Linked DNA regions of Mus musculus: all the other regions are linked to region 4. Evidence: chromatin contacts called from public ChIA-PET, Hi-C, HiChIP or PLAC-seq and Micro-C data. All regions are on one chromosome and are shown on one strand. Each heading gives the region's core, a stretch centred on a gene start, on an enhancer-like site or on the middle of the called end of the contact. The rest is flanking DNA. Distances are from core to core; before and after follow the strand shown.

Region 1 (2,700 bases), core at 146-2,645, 300 kb before region 4:
CCCCCAGTATTCCCTTTTTATTACCACTGATCCAGGCATCAGTGTTCAACATCCTGACTTCCACATGGTCTGATGCTAACTTACAAAATTCCAGGCCTTCGAATGGGAGCACAGAGTAATTTGTCAATATATAATTTAATCACTGGGGGTGGGGGAGGGATGAGGCTTGTGCTTAGTGTGATTTCCACACATCTGAGGGGGCGGGGGAGGGTGGTGACGAAAAGTTCTGAAGATGAGAATGACTGTTTTAATTTCACCTGGGGCCATAAATCGATTCTCATGCATTATTCAGCCGGCACCAGCATCGCCCTGGTGGCACTCTGACACATGCAGTGTCGGAACGGTTTGAAATCTGTCCTCATTAGGAAGGCAAAGGACGCCTTTTTGCAGGCATAAGCAAGCGAGCCTCCAGAGTCCCCTCTCACCATCTCACATCCTATGAACAGGAAAGCGGGGGTCAACAGGGGAAGGGTGGCAGATCCGGCCTCCATCTGATGTTAGTAGCTATAGTTCATCGTGTCCCAGTGTTGCAACTGTTACTGTCACCTCCTATAAAGAATAAGCCCCGCATGGGAGGTGACAACTGGCACACACTATTGAAATAATTTCATTTTGACACAAGGTTTTCCTGTGAGCAGCGGCATGAATACAAAGGCTCAGAGATGCAGCTGTCTGGGGAAAACAGGAGTGGTGCCTGGGACTGCAGAGAGACTCAGCAAGGTGATGCTAGAAACAGCTGCTTGGCGTGCCTGGCAACTCATGCCTGTGCCACAGGATAGCTATGAATGCGGCCACATAAAACTCTACTCACTTAAAACATTATGAGATTTTTCCTCTCTCTCTCTCTCTCTCTCTCTCTCTCCCACCTCTCTCTCTCTCTCTCTCTCTCTCTCCCTTCCTCCCTTTCTCCCTCCCTCCCTCCCTCCCTTTTTAACTCCGTTGTGTGTTTTTTCCAGCTTGGACTTTGTAGATGACAGATGGTGTTACAATGTCAAAAGGTTGGCCATGTTTTACTATGTATGGAAGTATATGAATGGATGAAAGTCATGGAGAAGATGCAATCAGATGTCCTTACCCTGTGTGTTGATGGGAGGGATCTTGGGGGAGTGGGATGCTGAGAGAGGGTGATGTTCCATATTAGCCAGCAAGTTGGAAGAGGCACATTTTCATGGACATATCCTGATGGCCAAGATCTCACTCTGTGATTGGACTAGCTTTCTAAGAGTCTGTTGTAGCTCCCAATGGAGGAAGCACAGCTAAGCCTCCACCTTTGCTCTTTTCTCTCTGACTTTACCTCCTGGTCTCCTAAATAAGGGGACAGCATTAGACCTTGTGAGGTTAAATCTTGATTGCCAGATGGCTTGTAGCTGGAATTGACCTTTGGGTGGGTCTGTGAGGGAATTTCCAGGAAGGGTTAACTGAGACAAAGGACCCTGTCTCAGAATGGGTGGTGCCGCCTCCCAGGTGGCCTTCACTTGTTACTGTTAAATGAATCTCCTGCCACCGTCCTTCCCCACCATCAGAACCCAGTTTCTTCAGCTTTCCACTGTAGGCTGAAGCCCCGCAGCTCTTCAGGAGTCCTCCAGGGCTTCTTTAGCACCAGACAGGGACTGCTGAGTCACCTGGCCTCATGGACTGCTCAGCTACTGGGTTCTCAGCTTTACAAAGGTGCAGATGGTCACCCTTGGACTGGCTGCCGGCAATTTGATTAATCAACTGCGCGTGCGTGCGCGTGCCCTCGCTCATTACCCTTCTCTAGAGAATCCCAATACAGGCCCTCTTGGCTGCCCTTCTATTTGTTAGCTCCATGAAGTAACAATTTCTCCACTGGGAACCTAAATGGGGAAAAAGTGCTTTAAGCACAAGCAGCATAGATGTAATTATAAAAAACCAAAACCAAAACCAAAACCAAAACCCCAACTTTTTTTTGGAAGGTGCTGAGACCAGTAGAATAAACATCAGACCACGCAGGAGAAGGGGCTGAAGCTTGCAGCAACATGTATGAGCCTCAGAACATGATAAAAGAATTCTGATGGAAACACGCATACTGTGTGGCCAACTGTATAAAATCCAAGGACAGGAGGGATTAATATATGTGCGTGAAGTCATAAAGCAACTGTGTGGGGTTAAGTGAGGGTATGAGGGAGCTTGCTGGGTGTCTGGGGGAGAGAACTTTCTGGGTTTTTTTTGGTTGGTTTATTTATGTTTTACTACTGTCACAATAAGAGTCAATCTCTAATATCTATGTTCAAATGTTTTATTATAGCTTAATATTTTTAGTGTAGGGGCGTGCACGCCACTGTGAGAGTGTGGAGATCAGAGGATAGCTTACAGGAGTCAGACCTTTCCTTTTCTCATGGGGCTGGGACTGAGTTCGGAGAGGGTTCGGCTTGGCAGCAAGCGCCAACTACCCACTAAGCCAGCTTTCGAGCCTTGTAATCTTTGTATTAAATGTACATTAATTATACCTCAATAAAAAAACATACAGGATGGCACCTACTGACAATCCCAGAGATGGAAGCCAAAAGATTAGAGTTCAGGGGCATCCCTTGTTTTATAGTGAGTTTGAGGCTAGCCTGGTCTGCATGAACCCTGTCTCAGAAAAATAAAGTAAAATAAAATAAAATAAAATAAAATAAAATAAAATAGAGTAATAATGCTTGAAAACCTTAGTCACTAGGTACACTTGGGAGGCAGGAT
Region 2 (2,705 bases), core at 15-2,514, 470 kb before region 4:
TGGATATTTTTGTTCTTGGGGTGATTCTTTGACTACCGTTGAGAGGGCAGCCAATGGAATCATCTGGAACAAAAAAGAAAAAAGAAAAAGGAAAACAAAAACAAAACAAAAAACAACCCCCACAATCCAGGATGCGAGAGGACGGAGGGCTCTGTACATGTGAAGCATTTGTACCAAGAACAGCGTCAGGATCAGTGGTAAAAACTCTCTCTCTCTCTCTCTCTCTCTCTCTCTCTCTCTCTCTCTCTCTGTGTGTGTGTGTGTGTGTGTGTGTGTGTGTGTCTTAAGCCCAGTGAACATGGCGTTTAATTTTCTTTAAAGAAAAGAAGGGGCTGTTGAAAATTTCATTTTCTTCATAGGAAAAAAAAAAAAGGAGTGTTGAAATGACCTAGTTCGATGCTTTCAGTTTACAGTTGAAATTATTGTTTAAAAAAAACACAACGGAAGACCGAACTGGAGCCGAGATCACTCAGATCTGATCCCAACAAAATGTGACTCCCTTCTCATCTCTGGAACCCCACAGAGACATTTAAATCATATCCTGACTTCTATGTTCCCTGGCAGAGCGGAAACCAAGAAAGGAAACCGGTTACTCTCAAAAGAAAACAGGGTGGATTCCTTTAAATGAAGGAATTGGCATGTTAGAGTACTCAGATGAAATTTAGAGACTGATACCAACCTATTGATAAAATCTAGACTCTCTAGAGCTCGGATGTAAATGCAATCAATCGGGTCCCCAATCCGTTAGGCGGCCGGTTCGCCTGTGGGTCTTCCCCAGCCGGCCCTGTGGACCAGGTTGCAGCTTCGCTGGGGAGACCAGGCTCACTGCCCAAGTGTGGGAAGTTGTTATGGTCAGAGATGAAGAACAGGGGTGAGCATCCGCAGCAAGGGGACGGATCCTGAACGCTTAGAGAGGTTGACAGATGGATGGGAAAGGCCCAAGGATAGTCGTAATGGGAGGTCTGGGGGAGGGGGGGACAAGCCACGGTTCCAGCAGCACCTCAATCTAAGTTGGTGCAAGAGAGAAACTGAGATGAGAGTTAAAGCCATTTAAGGGCAGCAGATCCAGAGGCTGGGGAACAGGTGAATCCTGGTGCCTGCTTGGGCAGGCGGGGACAAGGTGCAATCCTTGTAGCCTGTGTGGCTCCGGGAGAGAAAAAAGGCCGGATGAGCTGCGATGCCCTCTCTCCTGCCCACGCGCGGCCACAGGCTCCGAGGACTGCAGAGTAATTAGGGTGGAAGGGTCCCTCCTGGGCACCAATCCGCGACGTGAGTGGGGGGCGCGTCCTCCGTCACGCCCTCACCCAGCCCTGCGCTACCCGCAGGCTGGTCCCCACGCCCCCTAACAGTTCCCTCAGCTTCCACGCGTCTGGACCGTCCGGGGCCCTCCCTCTCCACTCGCCTGGGTGCATCGATACCAGTGCCCGGGCTTAGCGCCTCGGGGCGGGTCCCTGCCGCCCGCACCTGCCCCCGGGGGCGGAGCGCAGCGGCGACAGCGCGGCACCAGCCTCCGCCACTCGGTGTGCTAGCGGCGGACCTGCCGCTCACCGCGGTACGGGCGAAGCTCTCTCTCGGTGCCCTCGGTCTCTGGCACTTTGGACTTCGTGTCTCCATCGTGGTCGGCTTCGCCTCGGGGGATCTGCAGCCCCGGCGCCATGGAGCCGGCTCTGGGCAGCGAGCGCCGCAGCCCCCCTGGCCCCGGAGTCCCGCGGCCGCCACCGCGGGGCCACGCGCCCTCGACCGCCGCCCCCGCCCCCAGCCCGGCTCCGATGAGCTCCTCTGTGCAGTCTGATGAGGAAAGGCAGCCACGGATCAGCGAGAGCGGCCAGTTCAGCGACGGGTTGGAAGACCGAGGTGAGCTACCACCGCCCCGCGCTCCTTCCTCTCCGCCCCTCTCAAGCCACCTGTCCCCTATTTGCGGAGCTTGGTGCAAAGAGCGGAAGCGACTATTCCACCTTTCGGGATCCATGAGGGTCGGGCAGCGGTGCCTCCCGAGAGCCTCTTTCAGTTTTCCGATCTCGGAGGGTGCTTAGGCCAGCCTTCTCCGGTGCTCGCGGGAAAAGTTTGCAGACAGGGTTCTTAGTGTCTTACGGGGGACCAAGGGATTCCTCTCGGTGCTGGGAGATGTGGGTTCCAAAGCATCCCGCTGCGCAAGCCCAGCCACCCGGGGAAAGTTATTATTATTATTAATTAATTTTTTTGGTTAGTGGCAGAGCACCCGGTAGGGTGACAGCTAGGGTCCCCTTAGCCTCTGGACGTGCGTGGGGCCGAAGCTCCCTGGATCCTGGGTCACAGCGGTCACCGCCCCATAGTGTGAGGGTGCTGGCAGAGAGGTTAGGATGTTTGGGGTCTGGCTACCAACCTGATCTGCACAGATGCTATCCGCGCTGATACTTCCTGGAGAGAGTGTGTCCAGCTCTGAGTCCTTCCTTGGACGCTGGCCTTGTACCCGGTGCGTCCCCTGGAAGGCATCACCATCTCCCGCTTACAACCACTGTCTCCTTAGTGGGGCTGCGTCGAACGTTAGGGATCCCTCATTCCCCCACCTGGCTCTCCTTCCCCATCCTGCTCTAGCGGCCTTCAGCTTGGGTTCTTTGCGAAGACGACCGCATCTACACCATTCCCCTTTCTTGCTGCTTCTTAATTGGCCCCCCTCGAAAACTATCAACGGTGCTGCTGAAACCGTTGCTGGCGGATTTGGGGGT
Region 3 (2,700 bases), core at 72-2,571, 430 kb before region 4:
AGACAGGTCCAGTGGGAGAGTTAGATGCTTGACTAAAGTTTGATTAATCAAAAAGCCTTTGTCACTAGGGCCGGGGGCAGATATGTTAAAGATGGTTTTGAATAGCCCATTGCAGTCATGGAAAATGGACATACTGGAGCTGAAAATAATCAATTAGCTGTGCTTAATCTGCTTTACCAAAACCAGAAAAAAAAGCTGTGAGATAGAGAGTGTCACAGGTGGCCTGGGGTCTTATCATGTTCTGTTGTGGGGGTTGGGAAGTATGACCCCTGAAAGGAGGGTGGGTCCCAGAGTCACTTTCCTGGGTTAAACTGTTCCCCAACTACAGCCTCGTGAGTCCCTTCCTTCCTGGGTCTCCAGAGACTCAGGGGACTGCTGTGCCATCCATGTGCCTTGAGAACCCGAGACACAGGGTGAGGTTGCTAAAACGGTGACGATAGATTGATTTAGTTACCAAGTTGGTGAATCTTCCTTGTCAGCTTGGCTGGATTTAAAAATCATGATGGAAACACAATCCTTGGTGTATCTGTTTCTAGACAGGTTTAACTGAAGAGGGAAGACACACCCTAAATGTGGGCATTTGGTCCATAGACTGGGGTCCTGGACTGAACGAAGCCAGAGACAGTGAGCTGAGCACCAGCATCCATCTCTTTCTGCTTCTTGACTGTAGATGTCATGTGACCAGCTGCCTCATGCTCCTGCTGCCTGCTTTCCATGTCACAGCAAGCTGTCCCCTCTGACTGTCACCCCAAATAAGCCCTCCCTCCCTTAAGATGCTTCTGTTAAATGTCTGGCACAGCATTAAGAAAGTCAGCTAACATGGGTACTTATTACATAATTAAATTATAAAATTAAACATGCTATGGGAAAGGGGATGCTCTTCTTCCATTCTTTCATATCCCAGGCAGAGCCATTTTAATATTTCTTGTTCATTTCAACAAATTTTGAAGTCTACTCTAAGAAACATGATGGCCATATCACAAATACGGTTTTGTATTCTGTTGGCTTTAGATGATTTCATTACAAAAGATCTTTCACACATTTAAACTGTTCCTCTACCTTAAGATGAAATTAGCTCTTTCCTGTTTGCTCACAAACAGGAAATAACAAAAGTTATTACATGGTGGAACTTAAAAAACTCAACTTATATGGAAAGCCAGTAGTTGCTTTTCAGTTCAGAAGGCCACCCCCACCCTTGGTCCCTGGCCCTCACTCCTTTCTACATGCAGGGCAATGAGCTTTCTGCTGGGGCATGTTTCCTAGAAGTGAGGCTTTGTGCTGAGGGTGACAATCCCAAGATCAGTCACTGTCACTTCACAGACACCTTTAAAAATAGCTCTTTCTGTGGTGTCTGGGTGTTGGTCTTTTCCTCTGTACCACCCTCCGGATATTAATCATCTTCAAAGCTCATTCTTCTAGCCAAAGTGACACTGTCCACAGAAGGGAAAGGGGAGCAGGCTCGCTGCTGAAGTGATTAAAAGTTCTACTGTTTGAAAGTGGACATTTTAATGTCATTTCCCATCTCTGTGTCTGCTTAAAATGCTATCTTGGAAGAACTGAAAAAGAAAAATTGCAGGCACATTGTAGAGATATATTCATCTTTATGTTTTATTTGCCCTTTATCAGCTGGTTCAATAAGATAATAGGAGAATAATTAATGTCCTCATTTAGGACTGCTTTACAGGATCCATATGCACTGTGTGTTGTCTATGTCTCTGTGTGTGTCTATACATCTGTCTATCTATCTTTCTTCTTGCATGTGTGTCCATTTCTCTCTGTGTATGTGTGTGTTTATGTGTCTTTGTGTATCCCTGTGTGTATTTGAACACATACTTGCACATATGGAAGCCAGAGGTCAACTTCAAGTGTCACTCCTCAGGTACTGTCTATCTTGTTTTGAGACAGAATCTCTCATTAAATTTGGAGCTTACCAGTCATGTACTGTTGGCTTGGCAGAGAGTCTTAGGGATCCTCTGTCCCTGGGATAGCCTCCATACCTGTACAGGTCCTCATGTACTTTAGTCACTGAGTTTTCTTTCCAGCCTCTTCTCTCTCTCTCTCTCTCTCTCTCTCTCTCTCTCTCTCTCTCTCTCTCTCTCTCTCTCTCTCTCTCTCTCTGTATATACACACACACACATACATATATATGATGTATATGATGTTGTGTGATTCGCTTTATGTGACTAATTCACAACAGGCAGCAAATATGTAGCAGGGAAAAGAAAATTAACAGTTGCCTGGGACTGGAAATGTTGGTACCCATGAGAAGTGACTTCTAAGAGGTAGAGATCTTCTTTTAGGGGTGCCAACAGCATTCTGATGTTCAATGCGGTGACAGTTGTAAAATTCTGAATTCATGAAAAATCTTATTGAATTGTATACTTTAAATCCATTCTCTGTGTGATATCTGAATTAAGCAACCAGAACAAGATATATTTGGATATAAATTTATATGCCCATTGCATGCATATATCTATATCTGTGCCTATGTATCTGTCTGCCTGTCTGTCTGTCTGTCCATCCACCCACCCATCCATCTATCCCCTGCAGTTAATCTATTACCCATTGAGAACACATCCCTTAAGGAGAACACACAAAAGGGTGATGCTGTATCCATAAGAAGGAGTAAAGATTCAGGGATCTGAATATTTTTATAATGACTTTCTTTTTAGCAAGAGAAGGCTACCACTTAGTGAATTG
Region 4 (2,700 bases), core at 191-2,690:
TGAGAGTGGGTCCACCTGGCAGACCGACGCGTCACCAGGCCTCTGGTCTTCCACCCTCAGGGAGCAAGGGTATGACATCCACGCCCCCGTCTCCAGAGGCCAGAGTGGCTCTGGAAAGCAGAACCCTGGTGCCCGTCACAGGCCAGGCAGAGGCCGAGGGACGAGAAAGGGTGAACAAGAGGGTACAGAGATTCCCCACTCGCACACCCCCTACCCCCAATTTAGCGAGCTGCGGCCCCAAAGGGGACCAAAGAGGCTGGCCTGGCGACTCGGCAGGAAGTTCCCAGGACCGCACTGAGCATGCTCTGGGGGAGTGTGTACGCGGGTGTCGCCCTTACATCCCGCAGCCTCTGCCATCTCCCAGTCGTGGGTGCACGCCGGCAGGATCGCGGCCGGGGCGGGCTGTCCCTAAGGCTCTCTAGGTTACGAAGGGTCTTCTTGACCTTTCAGCCTGGAGCTTTGGATCTTTATATCCCTTCTCCCCAGGGACCTGGGGTCCCACTCTTCATTCTTCCTTCCAACTGGCTCAAGGCACATCTCACGCTGAGCTCTCGGATCCCCAGGACCCTAGCCCGGCCCACGCTGGCATCCTGGTTTCTGGTTTCATCGCGGTCCCAGCGTCCAAAATGCCAATCTCAGCTTCTCGCCTCCAGCCCACGCCACCCGAGCCCCTTCTGGACAGTTCCTTGGAAGCCTAAAAGCCTCAGAGGCTAGAGAAGATCTTCGGGGTCCCATGAGAGGGGATGCCTCTGAGCAGGTGGTGGACCCTCCAAGCGGGTCCCTCGGTTGTACTCTGGGGTTCCCACCCCCGTCCCAAATCAAACACGGCCAGAACATCCACCCACGCAGCCCCCGGTGTCAGCGTTGGGCCGGATAAGGGCTGCCTCATCTCCCCTAACATCCCCCACGCGTCCCCCCGCGATCCACAGTCCGTGCATCTCCCCGAAGGGGGATGGCGAGCTTCTGAATCGATCGCTCGACCCTGCAGCAGCTCTTACCTGCTAGTAGGGGAGCAGCAGAAGCACCATCAGTAGCAGTCGGGTTCACTCTCCAGCAGCCTTGCTCCAGGAACAGAGGTCCCAGGCACAGCCAGGAGCGGGGTCAGAGCGCCCCCTGAGACTGAGATGCGGCTACCTGGGCTAGATCGAGCCTGGGGCCGCCGCCGCCACCGCGGGAGCCGCAGGGCTGCCGGGCGAGCGGGCCTCGGCAGGGACGGTCTGAAAACTACCAGCCCTGTCGGGGCCGTGCGCAGCGCGTCCACCTTCCGCCCCTAGACGCAAGCAGGGACGTTCCTCCTGAGTCCAAACGATCAGGACAGAATGGTTAGGAGATCTTTTCGAGGTTTCTGCTACCCTTCCCGGATCGACCTACCCAACTTCTCTCAGCTTCTAGGCTCGCGCCGCTCTCCAAGGCAAAGGGATTCCGGGCCACGGACGTTCCGCAAATTCCCCGCCCACCCCGGCAGAGCGCTCAGCCAATTCGGAACGCCTCGGCTTCTCGGGGATCGTCTGCAAACTCTAGACCCTGTACAGGAGGACTTGAAGCCGCTCCATTCCGCAGCCCAAGGAGAAACAGGCAGAGAGCTAGACCGAGGGAGCTGAGTAAATAATACTCTAGCAAGGTCAGGGGCAGGGTACAATTACTGTTACATACAGTGCATTCTCCAGAGTGATGGTCTCTGGGCCTCCTCAGGACAGGGACCTTTCAGGAGTGAAACCAGTGGGGAGGAGATGGCGGGCTCAACTGTTTAGGGGGTCTTGCCAACTTTTAACAAACGCCCTGAGCTCCATTTTTATACTTTATAGAGTAGATTGGCAAAAACAGTAGGAATTTCTGTCCCGTGTCTTTTTTTTTTTAACTGAACAGATTTGTATTTGTTTATTTTGTGATGGGGGGGGGGGGGGGTGGTGCAGTCTTACCTAACCCAGACTGGCCTCGATGAACTTGCTTTTAACAGAGCATACCCTCGAACTCTGGATCTTCTTGCCTCCATCTCCTGAGTACAGGAATTACAAGCATCACACCCTTGGCTTTGGTGACCCTGAGCAAGTCATTTATCCGGATCCTCTTAGCGGCTCTATTAATGAGGGCAATAACGGCTGCTCCATGACATTATTGTGAAAATGTAATGAAATATTTGTAAAGGGTTTGGCAGTGACTGGTACACAGTAGGCACACAATTTTTCTAATGTGCTTCTTTTTCTCTGCTCAGTCTGCGTTTTATGAGCAGCCTGGACAGCTTAACACCGTACTCTTGTAAATTCAAACAGAAATAAAACACATCTCCTGCCCTGAGGGCACCACAATGAAACACTGACTAGCAAGCAATATTCAATCGGCCACCCTCCAGGGAGCTGGCCGTGCATTTACATCACGGAGCATTATAGATCCTGGTTAAGTGTTGTCTGGAATGGAAGGAGGGTGGACTGATGGATTACCCGGGGTGTAAATGACAGGAAGTTCTGCTCCTGTGAGCCATCGCTATATCCAGTTACAGTAGAAGGGTTTATCCTGCAGAATTTCTTCAACCTTGTTTCACAGCTCCGTTCTTAGGCTAATTTCACCCTAACTTGCCCCCCTCCACATCCCCGGCAGAATTATTTTAAACCTGGGGATTATAGAATTTTGGATTTTTTTTTTTAACACTAGAAACAATTTAGTTCCTCTTCTGCGTTTTGTGAAGTAGCCCTCTCGGCTACA
Region 5 (2,731 bases), core at 119-2,618, 270 kb before region 4:
CAGGCAACTAACCAGAGAAGTGCACCAAGTGAGGGCTGGGAAACAGGAAGTGGGACATAGCACGCACGTGCAAACACACACACACACACACACTTTGGAAGGCCTTACCTGTTTTTCAATGAAAGCGTTGATTCTCTGCAGCATGCCTTCACATGTGAACTCATATGGCATATACGGCTCAATCTGCAGAAACAACAGGGCACTGTGAAAGGGGACATGGGACACGAGGTACTTACTAGTTCTCACACAGGAGCGTTAAAACTACAGACAGACCTGGAACTGGACAGACTGGGCTCAGGCCCCATTGTGCTCCTCTCTAGACCCTGAACAAACTCCCTTCCCCAAAGTCTTAGGTACCTGATGTGTAAACAAGTTGCAAGAAGAAGCTGTGTTAAGTCGTTAACTGTTCTCTGTTAAGCTGTGGCGAAGGTACATGGGAAACTGCTTGGATAGTGTCAAGCACATAGTAGGGCTTCAAAAGGGTGGACATTACCACTTGCTAGTAGGTGGACCATGTGGGATAAAGCTTATGGCTGTGGATCACCAGCACCCCAGGGCTGGGCAGAGTGCAGGGATTTAGCAAACATCAGGTGAATGAAGACATGGTCGCTGCTCTGAGGGACGCATAGAGAGAGAAAGGGCTGGTCTGCAGTAGTGGTTGAGGTGGGAATGTATCCAAAGAACTCACGCTACAAACCAAAGGGATGAAGTGCCAAGACCATGGAGCTCAGCTAGAGGCCTTAGGAGGGCTGAACTTCTTTTACTCTGAGAAAATGTCTTATATAGTCTAAGCTGGTAGCCTTGCTATATAGGTGAGGGTGACCTTGAACTTCTGATCCTCCTGTCTCCACCTCCTGGATGCTAGAATCAGACATGTGGTATTATATCTGGCTTATTTGGTACTGGGGATGGAACCTAGGACTTGTGCATGCTAGGCAAGTATTCTTCCAGCTGCGGATCAGCCTTAGTCCAGAGGGCGAGTTATGATATGAAAATACGAGAGAACCGAAGCTTGGGATTGGGAGCTGGAGAGACAAGGTACAGTGTGGTTTATGGCTTCACAATAGCCCTGTGATTTCTATACAGGAGCTTAAATATCATGGAAGGGGGACAGGGAGAAGATCATGGGATGAAGGAAGCATTCTGATGGCCACTGAGGCATCTGAGGGAAGGGCAGGAAAGATGGCACTGGGCTCTGCTACATGGCATCAGCTGGCACCCTGACACCTGTGTCCTCTGCATTACATAACAGGAAGTGGAGATCACATGTCAGAGGAAGTCACCAGCAGTCCATCTATATGGAGCCCACGGCATTGTTGGTGATGGGGCAGAGGACCACCGTTAGTAGTTCCTTCTTGAGTCTGTGTTTACGGATCGCCTCACAGCTCACTTACACAAACAGGAAATAACCAAAGGGGAAGGTGCTTGAGAGGAGAAGGCAGGGAGGCTGTGCCTCAGAGTTTCCAAAGCAGTCCTGGGCAAACTAAACTCCCACAGGATGGCAGACTCCCTATGGAGGCAGACGTTTGGGGGGCAGCTCAATCTATGGTGGGCACAGACATCCCCTGTCTTCCCAGAATGACTTGGAGAGTGCCCTGTATACAAAAGGCATTTAAGCAATGCTTTTTAAACTGATCAGATACGTCTAGAATGGTTACTTTAACAAGATTCTACCTCATGTTTAGGTAGAAAAAGAGACCATACTCTGTAGAAAACTATGAGACTGGGGATAATGACCAACTTCAGATCTGTGGCCCCAAGTGTCTCATGGGTGGGGCATGTCTGCAATTTTGCTGCTGGAGGTGGAGACAGGTGGATCGCTAGAGCTCACTGGCCAGCCTGCCAGGCCAATGTGCTTGAGACTTAGTGAAAAATACAAGTCTCAAGAAAAATACAGTGGAGAGCAACAGAGAACTCACACACATGTGAATGCATGTGTAACACACCCAAGTTCACAGAAACATGTAAATGCACACACATACACACCCTACTTTATAACTTTTACCCTTTTGGGTTAGGTAGGATAAGCTACCAATTTTCTACAGATCTCTCCAAGGACAGGATTAGATCATGTGAACATGTATGACTCTAGCCGCTCTCTTCATGCCTGGGACCCATGAGCCTAAAAGGCCTGTCAGCAGGGTCTGAGACCCAAGCCCACATCTGCCACCAGCTGTTTTGTATCTCCCAGAGCCTCCTCAAAATCCTCAGGCCAGATGCTATGGCTAGGCTATGGTCTGCTCTGTTTACTGACAGCAAGGGACTGCAATGTCCCACATGTGTTCCAGGGCACAGGTCAAATGCAGGCAGGTGGAAAAACAGACAAAACAAACAAACAAACAAACAAACAAACAAACAAACAAACAAACAGCAACCTTCTGGTTTAAGATGGCTTTTACTGCATCTTCTACTTCCTCTCGGTTATTGAGATCCACAGTCCAGACGTGTGGCCGGCCGATGAAGACTTCTGCGTAAGGATGCTGGGATGTCAGCTGTAAGACAGAAGACATGCTGCCTCTTAGTTTCATAGATGCACAGCTGCTCAGATAAAGGTGTGGGCTAGACAAGGCATTCTGTCTTTACACGTCAAGTCAAGTTGAACTTAAACAGGAGATGAAGCGTTCTTGTCCTCCCTGTAGCAAACAAAACCTTCTAACAGGCAGATAGAAAAAAAAAAATAGAGTGATGTCTTGAACTTTTGAAGCCCATTTGGAAATAGAACAGTGTCATA

Evidence for each region. Hi-C and Micro-C count contacts between places; a contact is called where the count stands out from the background. ChIA-PET counts read pairs in DNA pulled down with a chosen protein or histone mark. HiChIP or PLAC-seq counts read pairs in DNA pulled down with a chosen protein or histone mark.
Region 1: an H3K4me3 HiChIP or PLAC-seq map of embryonic stem cells shows a contact between it and region 4, with 9 read pairs. The contact joins the enhancer-like site here to the promoter of Mgat5 in region 4. A contact is called at or near these places in 1 of 39 promoter capture datasets (the 3T3-L1 cell line), 1 of 115 datasets of contacts at active chromatin or transcription factors (embryonic stem cells) and 1 of 9 other capture datasets (adipose tissue).
Region 2: a contact with region 4 is called in a Micro-C map of embryonic stem cells, with 1.6 times the contacts expected there. The contact joins the promoter of Tmem163 here to the promoter of Mgat5 in region 4. A contact is called at or near these places in 3 of 39 promoter capture datasets (embryonic stem cells, liver and pre-B cells), 16 of 484 Hi-C or Micro-C datasets (B cells, the C2C12 cell line, CD4 T cells and 9 more), 7 of 115 datasets of contacts at active chromatin or transcription factors (T-cell acute lymphoblastic leukemia, bone marrow-derived macrophages, effector CD8 T cells and 4 more) and 4 of 9 other capture datasets (adipose tissue, embryonic stem cells, liver and 1 more).
Region 3: an RNA polymerase II ChIA-PET map of memory CD8 T cells shows a contact between it and region 4, with 18 read pairs. The contact joins the enhancer-like site here to the promoter of Mgat5 in region 4. A contact is called at or near these places in 6 of 115 datasets of contacts at active chromatin or transcription factors (CD8 T cells, bone marrow-derived macrophages, effector CD8 T cells and 3 more).
Region 5: a Hi-C map of B cells shows a contact between it and region 4, with 2.8 times the contacts expected there. The contact joins the enhancer-like site here to the promoter of Mgat5 in region 4. A contact is called at or near these places in 15 of 39 promoter capture datasets (the 3T3-L1 cell line, 3T3-L1-derived adipocytes, the C10 cell line and 9 more), 4 of 15 datasets of contacts at CTCF or cohesin (the NIH/3T3 cell line, large pre-B cells and pro-B cells), 80 of 484 Hi-C or Micro-C datasets (3T3-L1-derived adipocytes, the 63-12 cell line, the AML12 cell line and 64 more), 46 of 115 datasets of contacts at active chromatin or transcription factors (the 230-238 cell line, CD8 T cells, the NIH/3T3 cell line and 31 more) and 5 of 9 other capture datasets (adipose tissue, embryonic stem cells, liver and 2 more).

The regions. Positions count from the first base shown.
Region 1 is chr1:127,506,211-127,508,910 of GRCm38.p6, reverse strand. All of the region lies in intron 5 of Tmem163 (transmembrane protein 163), which reads left to right. Among named protein-coding and RNA genes, the nearest start is that of Gm41947, 28 kb to the right of the region's middle. Within about 2 kb of position 1,395, at least 13 of the 459 cell types and tissues checked have an H3K27ac peak or open chromatin away from gene starts, as enhancers often do. A contact at or near this core is called in embryonic stem cells, where this site is marked.
Region 2 is chr1:127,676,580-127,679,284 of GRCm38.p6, reverse strand. Tmem163 (transmembrane protein 163) reads left to right here and starts at 1,264. Exons shown (of 8, transcript NM_028135.2): 1 at 1,264-1,854. The coding sequence starts at 1,656.
Region 3 is chr1:127,636,737-127,639,436 of GRCm38.p6, reverse strand. All of the region lies in intron 2 of Tmem163 (transmembrane protein 163), which reads left to right. Among named protein-coding and RNA genes, the nearest start is that of Tmem163, 40 kb to the left of the region's middle. Within about 2 kb of position 1,321, at least 20 of the 459 cell types and tissues checked have an H3K27ac peak or open chromatin away from gene starts, as enhancers often do. A contact at or near this core is called in CD8 T cells, effector CD8 T cells and memory CD8 T cells, where this site is marked.
Region 4 is chr1:127,203,726-127,206,425 of GRCm38.p6, reverse strand. Mgat5 (mannoside acetylglucosaminyltransferase 5) reads right to left here and starts at 1,440. Exons shown (of 18, transcript NM_145128.3): 1 at 999-1,440.
Region 5 is chr1:127,468,953-127,471,683 of GRCm38.p6, reverse strand. It overlaps Mgat5 (mannoside acetylglucosaminyltransferase 5), which reads right to left. Exons shown (of 18, transcript NM_145128.3): 15 at 2,376-2,492; 16 at 109-183. The region is part of intron 1 of Gm41947 (a long non-coding RNA gene); the gene reads left to right. Among named protein-coding and RNA genes, the nearest start is that of Gm41947, 9.2 kb to the left of the region's middle. Within about 2 kb of position 1,368, at least 20 of the 459 cell types and tissues checked have an H3K27ac peak or open chromatin away from gene starts, as enhancers often do. A contact at or near this core is called in B cells, acute myeloid leukemia, centrocytes and 3 more, where this site is marked.